Regions from separate parts of the Rattus norvegicus genome. Here region 1 is linked to region 2. Evidence: chromatin contacts called from public Hi-C data. All regions are on one chromosome and are shown on one strand. Each heading gives the region's core, a stretch centred on a gene start, on an enhancer-like site or on the middle of the called end of the contact. The rest is flanking DNA. Distances are from core to core; before and after follow the strand shown. Region 1 holds the start of Hras (HRas proto-oncogene, GTPase). Region 2 holds the start of Ifitm2 (interferon induced transmembrane protein 2).

Evidence for each region. Hi-C and Micro-C count contacts between places; a contact is called where the count stands out from the background.
Region 1: a contact with region 2 is called in a Hi-C map of the A7r5 cell line, with 4 times the contacts expected there. The contact joins the promoter of Hras here to the promoter of Ifitm2 in region 2. A contact is called at or near these places in 7 of 12 Hi-C or Micro-C datasets (the A7r5 cell line, the Rat2 cell line, frontal cortex and 3 more).

Annotation. Positions count from the first base shown.
Region 1 is chr1:205,727,455-205,730,928 of GRCr8, forward strand. Hras (HRas proto-oncogene, GTPase) reads right to left here and starts at 1,800. Exons shown (of 5, transcript NM_001098241.1): 1 at 1,676-1,800; 2 at 681-832; 3 at 307-485; 4 at 1-155. The coding sequence starts at 791. It overlaps Lrrc56 (leucine rich repeat containing 56), which reads left to right and starts at 2,944. Exons shown (of 13, transcript NM_001024902.1): 1 at 2,944-3,026.
Region 2 is chr1:205,480,390-205,484,062 of GRCr8, forward strand. It overlaps Ifitm2 (interferon induced transmembrane protein 2), which reads right to left and starts at 1,959. Exons shown (of 2, transcript NM_030833.1): 1 at 1,655-1,959; 2 at 779-1,103. The coding sequence starts at 1,900. The coding sequence ends at 915.

The DNA of each region.
Region 1 (3,474 bases), core at 550-3,049, 250 kb after region 2:
GGGTCTTGGCTGATGTTTCAATGTAGGGGATGCCATAGCTGCGAGCAAGGTCCTGGGCCTGCCGAGACTCAACAGTGCGAGCGGCCAGGTCACACTTGTTGCCCACCAGCACCATTGGCACATCATCTGAATCTTTCACCCGCTTGATCTGCTCCCTGGAGGGGGATGGGGTGTATATGAGCCAGCTAGCAGACTGCAGGCCTGACTGTGTCCAGGACATTCAAAAAAAGACATAAAGCCTCAGTGTGCACACAGAACCTTCCTCACATATGCCATGGGCTCACGGGCTAGCCATAGGTGGCTCACCTGTACTGATGGATGTCTTCAAAGGACTTGGTGTTGTTGATGGCAAATACACAGAGGAAGCCCTCCCCTGTGCGCATGTACTGGTCCCGCATGGCACTATACTCTTCTTGACCTGCTGTGTCTAAGATGTCCAGTAAACACGTCTCCCCATCAATGACTACCTGTTTCCGGTAGGAGTCCTGCAAAAGAACACAGCTTAAGGGTCCTACCTCTTCTTAGACAGAGAATCCACAGAGCCAGCCTACCCTTGCACCTCTCATACCCTGATGGATCAGGTAGGAATCAGACCCATACCAACTTCAAGACCTGGTTGTTTGGGACTCTAACCCATGACCACTGCCAGAGCCCACCTCTGGCAGGTAGTCAGAGCTCACCTCTATAGTGGGATCATACTCGTCCACAAAATGGTTCTGGATCAGCTGGATGGTCAGGGCACTCTTTCCCACGCCTCCAGCGCCCACCACCACAAGCTTGTATTCTGTCATCGCTTCTACAGGGGCTGCCAAACCAGGAGCTCCTGCCCCACCTGCCAATGAGAATCACACTTAGCCAGGCCCTAGCCACTTGAGACTGCTAATAGATGCCTAACCCAAGGGCTCTCTCCAGCACTGAGTAGGCAAGCAAGCCAGTGGCCCGGGTGATCACCTGTGGCACCTCCACTCGAAAAGGGAGGACCCCCACCCTCCTCCAACAGCACTTAATGGCTGTGTGAGGAAGCAGGGAGAGGCCCCCAAGGCAGGGCTGACAGCTGAGAGCTTCTCCCAACCACGCACCCAAATTAGAAGTCGCTAGGTAGGCAGAAACTCTCAACTGGAGGCGCCTGAGGGCTGAGGCCACCCCCCAAAAAACAGGTCCTGCCACGGCGGCCTTAGCGTGCCCAGGCAGGCCAATGCCAGCCTACAACCGGCTCCGGCCCGCCGGCATGTGGGTGCAACCTACAACTATTTACTGAGCGCCTACTGCATGCCAGGCGCGGTCCCGGCAGCGGGGGAAGGGTAGCTGGAGAAGGACCCTGCCCTCCACTAAGACAAACCTTCCACAAGGGGCCAGGGAGCCTTCACAGAGGGGTGGGAGGAAGCTGAGGGTGTGGGAAGCAGGTGACTGCAGGAACGCGAGGAGTAGCTGGGAGCAGAAGGCCCTGGTTGGGGCCCAACGCGGGTGTCCTTGTGGCCCCGAGGCCGGAGCGTGATGGCCGCGGGGCGCAGAGTCTCCGGAGGCCCGGGCGGCGCCTCGCTGGGAGGACGGCCACAGGCAGAGCGAGCCCGGCCGCAGAGGCGGGCAGCCGGACGCTAGGCACGTTGCTGGGCCGAGAGAAGCAAGGAAGCACCGATCACCTGCGCCCCGCACCCCACCCCGTGCCCGCACTCACCGCTTGCTGGCGCGACTGCCCCCGGGGCCGGGGCCGGGGCAGGGCGGGGGCGCGGACGGGCGCCGACTGGGCCCGCGCATGGGCTCCGTCCGCGGCGGGTGCGGCTCGGGCTGCGGGCGCCGGGCGCGGACGGCGGGGACTTGGCCGGGCCCGCGCTCGCCCCGCCCCGCTCCGCCCCGCGCCCGTCCGTCAACTCGAGGCCGCCGATGATTGGTCGAACTCCGCCCCACCGCCACCTGTTATGATTGGCTGAGCAACCCATCCGTCAGAAGCCGCTGCTAGGAGGAGCCTAGGTGGGAGGGCGGTGTCGGAACTTGGGTGCTGCAGTCAACAGTGATTCCTAGTTCTTAGGTGCAGAAAAGAGAGACCCAGACAGTGGTTACGAGCCTGGGATTCCTCCGGAGAGAAACTGGTGTACGCTCGAGTCGCGTTGAGAGAGCCTGCCAAAGAGCCTCCACCCTGAAGCCTCACCAAAGGCCCAAAGGCCCAGGAGCGGAAAGGTCATTCCGACCGGGTCCTGGAGTCGAGGACAGTCTGCACCGCGGACGCGGAATACCAGAGGAAGACAGAGTTCGCCGGAACCCCTAGCTGCCGTAGGCCGAGGTGGAGCGAAGGCTCCATCCTGGGGCAGCGTCGGCCCATTACACCGCGCTCCTCGTGCTTTGGAGAAGACCCCCTACCTCTCCCAAACTCGAGGTCCCAACACTGCAGCAGCTCATACTGCGTCCACTTGAAGAACGACCCCGAAAGTCAGAAAAGTTGGTATTGGGGCGAAATGAAATGTTCCACCCACTCAAGCAAGTAGGGTACATCTGTGTCAGACGCAAATGACATGTTTTCAACACTTTTTGAAATTTCAAAGAAACGAGTAAGCACATCCTCAGAAAACCGACAGGGTTTTTACTCAGGTGGTGCAGGCCTGAGGTTGCACGCTCACCTCGGTCGCCGCCCGGGGTGCAAGCTCGGCTTGGTCTATTCAGCTAGCAGGCTGATAACCGAGAGCTGGCCAGAAGCCTCTCATGGGCGGCTCTCTGAACCACTGTGAGTGTCTTCACTGTGTTCAGCCTTCCGCCTTCTCTCTTATTACTCTAGGGAGCCCTTCCACCGGATCTGCCGCGTGTCCCGGCAACCGTTGCTAGGGGGCGGGGTTCATCTTGCCCGAGCCCCGGATGCCCGCGGCTCACGAATATTTGGGTATTCAAATGAGCCCCGCCCCCGTTGCCATGGCGCCAGGTCCGCAACCCCACCGCGGTGATAAAAATATAAAAGCCCTCACTTGAGAGAGCGACCGCCGCGGTGGAGGGGCCCAGGGCTGCGCCCCAAGTCTTGGGCACCCTAGCCCACCCCTCAGGTGAGAGCCTGGCACCACCTCTTCATATCCTTTGTGCTAGGGGGAACCTGGGCGGAGGAGTGCAGCCCACGTCTTGTGGGACAAGGCATACAGGACAGAGTAAGCAATAAATCATGTAGTGCAGTGGAAGGGGATCGCTCTTACTAGAAAAATGTGTCTGGGAAAGATAAGAGTACAGGAGTTAGGGATCGGACAAACCCGGATGGATGGAGGCCACGGAGGATGACCAAGAAGAAAGGATACTTAATGTTCTGAATAGAGTTCTCACTCTAGTCATTGTCTCTTGAGTATAAGATCTGGGGCCAAACACAGACCTCTGTATGTTTAAGGAGAAACTGTATATGAGCTTCCTGCCAGAGGTGTAGAGGCACCTGAAAAAACTTTTTTTTTTTTTTGGTTCTTTTTTTTTTTTTTCGGAGCTGGGGACCGAACCCAGGGCCTTGCGCTT
Region 2 (3,673 bases), core at 709-3,208:
CATTTGCACCTCTACCCTAGGGCTCACTGTGCCACTCCTAGAATTTTGGATACATGCAAATCATCATGGTGGCTAGGGAAGCAAGGAACTTTTAGACAGGGCTCAAGTCCTGCAGATACTGGAAACCCAGTCTGAATCTTTTGGTGCCAGGCTTGAGTAAATAGAAGTATCCTGTAGAAGGAACTCCTGAGATGCCGCATGTTAGCAGGGTGCCAAGGGAGCCAGTCTCACCTCCAGATGAGGTGGAGCATGGGAGTTGTGAGCCCAGTAGAACTCCCTCATCTGGTCCTTCTTACTTTTCAGAGACCGAGAGAGACATTCTTCAATCCCCACCCACTCCAGTTCCCTATAAAAACCTGAATGCTGTGGGGGGAGGGGAGGAAGGAAAGACTGAGGGTAGCAAACTTCACAGCACCTGACTTTTGTGTACAGGTCAGCCCAGGAGCCTGAAGTCATATCCAAGAGGCTGCCATGAAATGAGGAGACATCTTGGCCACGGGATTCTTTTCCCTTAAGGCAAAGGACTCTGGGTGTCCTTCACTCCTAAACCAAGCCTCCTTTGCTGGAAGTTCTGCACCCTTCCTGGGCATCCTGGGAGCATGGCATTGGCATTAGCTGATACTCGGATGCCTTTTGCCTGGATCAGCCAAAAACCCACAGGTAGGGCTGCTGCCTCTACCAGGAGACCAGAAGCCTGACAAGCTAAGGATGCTCCGTCTCCTCAGACAAGAAGGATGCTGGGCGAGCTCAGTACAGAACAGGAGTCACAGCCAGAGTTGCCACCAAGTGTACTTTATTGACTCCACTGTGGACAGATATACGAAGGTAACATTTGCATACACATAGGGTAAAGGGTCAAGCCCTCAGCCTCAGGCAGGGGGAGGGCCAGATGTGGACCGTGGGACACAGGGCAGCTAGAATCCAGAATGTGGCGTTCTTTGTGAAAGCGACTGAAAGACTACCGCAGAGGTGGTAGAGAAAATGATGATGCAGATAATGACCATGAGGACACTGAAGATCAGGGAGCTGATGTTCAGGCACTTGGCAGTGGAGGCGTAGGCCTGGGCTCCAATCACATCGCCCACCATCTTCCTGTCCCTGGACTGGAGGAAACCAGATGGTAAGGGGGCCCTGGAGCGAGCCAGCTGAGAGCCAGGTGCTCTGGCTCTATTTCCTCATGTCCTCCCTGCCCATTGCTTCACTCCCTCAGGCCAGGAAATCCTCCCCTCTTTAGACACACACACACAGACACAGACACAGACACACACACACATGCACACAGACACACAGACACACACAGACACACACACACACTATACAGTAGGCCCCAGCATTGGCCGCATACCCCACTTTCCACACAGAGTAGAGCTCCAGTCTAAAGAGTGAAAGGACATTCCAGGAATGGAGTGGAGGAAAATCTGGCCCCAGAAACACCAGGCAGCTTCATCCTGTGACTATCAGAAAGTCTCCAACACTGACAGAGACAGACAGGCACGCACACACATACGCAAATAGGAAGGGTGCATACACACTCTCTTACACGAAGGGCCCTCCCTCCCCCGCCCCCGCACACACATCGGGGCCATCTGGGTTGATGGACTTCAGGCTCACACACACCTCCTTACACCATCACCCCCACCTCTAGCACACTCACCTTCACAGAGTAGGCATAGGCAATGAAGCCCAGGCAGCAGGCATTGAAGAAGAGCGTATTGAACAGGGACCAGACCACATGGTCAGGCACAGAGACCTCTCTGGGCATGTTGATCACGGTGGTCCTCACGACAGCTGAGTTGTTGGGTTCCCCCAGCTCAGTCACCCCGTACTCCTCTTTGATTGTCTCATAGCTTGGAGGAAGCCCGGCATTGGCGGGCAAGAAGGCTTGGGAATTGTGGCTCATGGTATTGACTCTGGAACAATCGCACCGTCTGGAGGATGGCTGCTGCTACCCTGGTTCTGTAGGCCCGCCCTTTCTCTAGCAGTTTCCTTTTCCTGTTGGTGGGTTAGTCTCCAGAGGGCCTTACTGTGGGGAATTGGCTGAATACTGAAGTGGGCGGTACTTAAGCCTTAAGGATCAAATTACTTCAGGGCTAGTTGACTGTTAAGGTACAGAGACAAGTATAAACTTCCAGGGTCAAGACTTGTCCCAAGGCTAAAACTTGTCTCAAGGTCTCCACCTCCTGCTTAGAGTAGGCATACTGGAATTTCCCCAGATCTACTGACTTCCCACCCCCTCCTCTTGTACATCCCTAAACCCAGCCTCATTGTGAGGGCCTCCTCTAAAGAGCCCCATGCACAACACCCCCCCACCCCAAACTAATCTGTTGCAGGTGGGGACTGGGAAGATCTGCAATTCAAGGTTTCTTTGGCTGTCAGTCGGGAGGGAGGAGCCTTCCAGCCAGCCCGGGCCTGGATGCTCCTGGCTAGCTAAAGAAGGAAAATTCCAGTCACTCGGCTGCAGCCTGGGAGCTTATGGGAGGCAGATGTTTCCCTGCCAGTTGCGAAACAGCCATTGCTAAAATGAAGCCTGTAGGAGAACAGCAGCACAGAGAACTCCATGTCTTTCCTGGCAGGAGCAATGAGAAAGCTGAGCGTCTGTCAGAAACGAGGAGAGTTCCCTGGTGGTGAAGGACACAAATCATTTGACACTTTAACCCATTCCGTAACCTCACATCCCCACCCCCAACACCCAAATTTCATCCTACAGGGCAGAATGGATCAAGGAAGAGATCGTTAAGTCTGACTTCAGAGCCCCTGTTCACCTCTAGATGTACAACCTTCACCATCGACCAGAGCCTCAAAAGCTGGAGCAGGTCACACATCCGTAATGCCGGCACTTGGGAACTGTAAGCAGGAGGATCCATTCAAGGTCCAGTCTGGACTACGTGAGATCTTGTCTCAAATAAATGAATAACAAGTAGCAAGTGCATTTTCTTTTAGAAGATGCGCGATGGGCAACAGGTTCCACATTCTTGGTCATTAGCGAAATGCAGATCAAAGCCCTGTTGGCACACTGCTCCTACCCATGAGGTTTGCTAGGGAAAAACAGATAAGCATTGTAGTTTATTTGGGAGCAAAGAAGCTATAACCCTGGTGCTGCAGGCTTTGCAGGCAGCAGGCAGATCTCAGCTACAACCCAGGATCCCACTTCTTGTGTGGGTGAGAATGAGCACATGTCTATATGTATTCTGTATGCCTATAGCTATCTCAGGTCTGCAGCAGCGTTCGTAACGACAGGCAACAGATGGATGTTAGATGTCTGTCAACCGACGGACAAAACAAATGGGCAACTCCAGAAACTGGAGTCATAGGGCCACGAACTCTGATGTATACTGAACACGAGTGGGTCTTATGAAAAGCTCTCAGGGCAGTAGATGAGCAGCTTCCCATCTTAGAGGGAAAGAGGATGGAGTTAGGTGTCTTTGTTACTGTTTTGGTTTTGGGGGGAGTTGTTCTTGGTTTTTGGTTTTGGGGTGTGTGTGTGTGCGTGTGTGTGTGCGTGCGTGCGCGCGCGCGCGCGCATTTGATGAAAATCTTTTTAGGGGAAAAGTCAGAGATGGTAAGACTTGACTTTTGTTCCTGGTGGGCCCTGTGCGGGTGCTCTCTCTCTCATCTCTGACTGAATCTCACTTTTTGAATGAAAGTGCCCCATAGACTAACATGTTTGGATGCT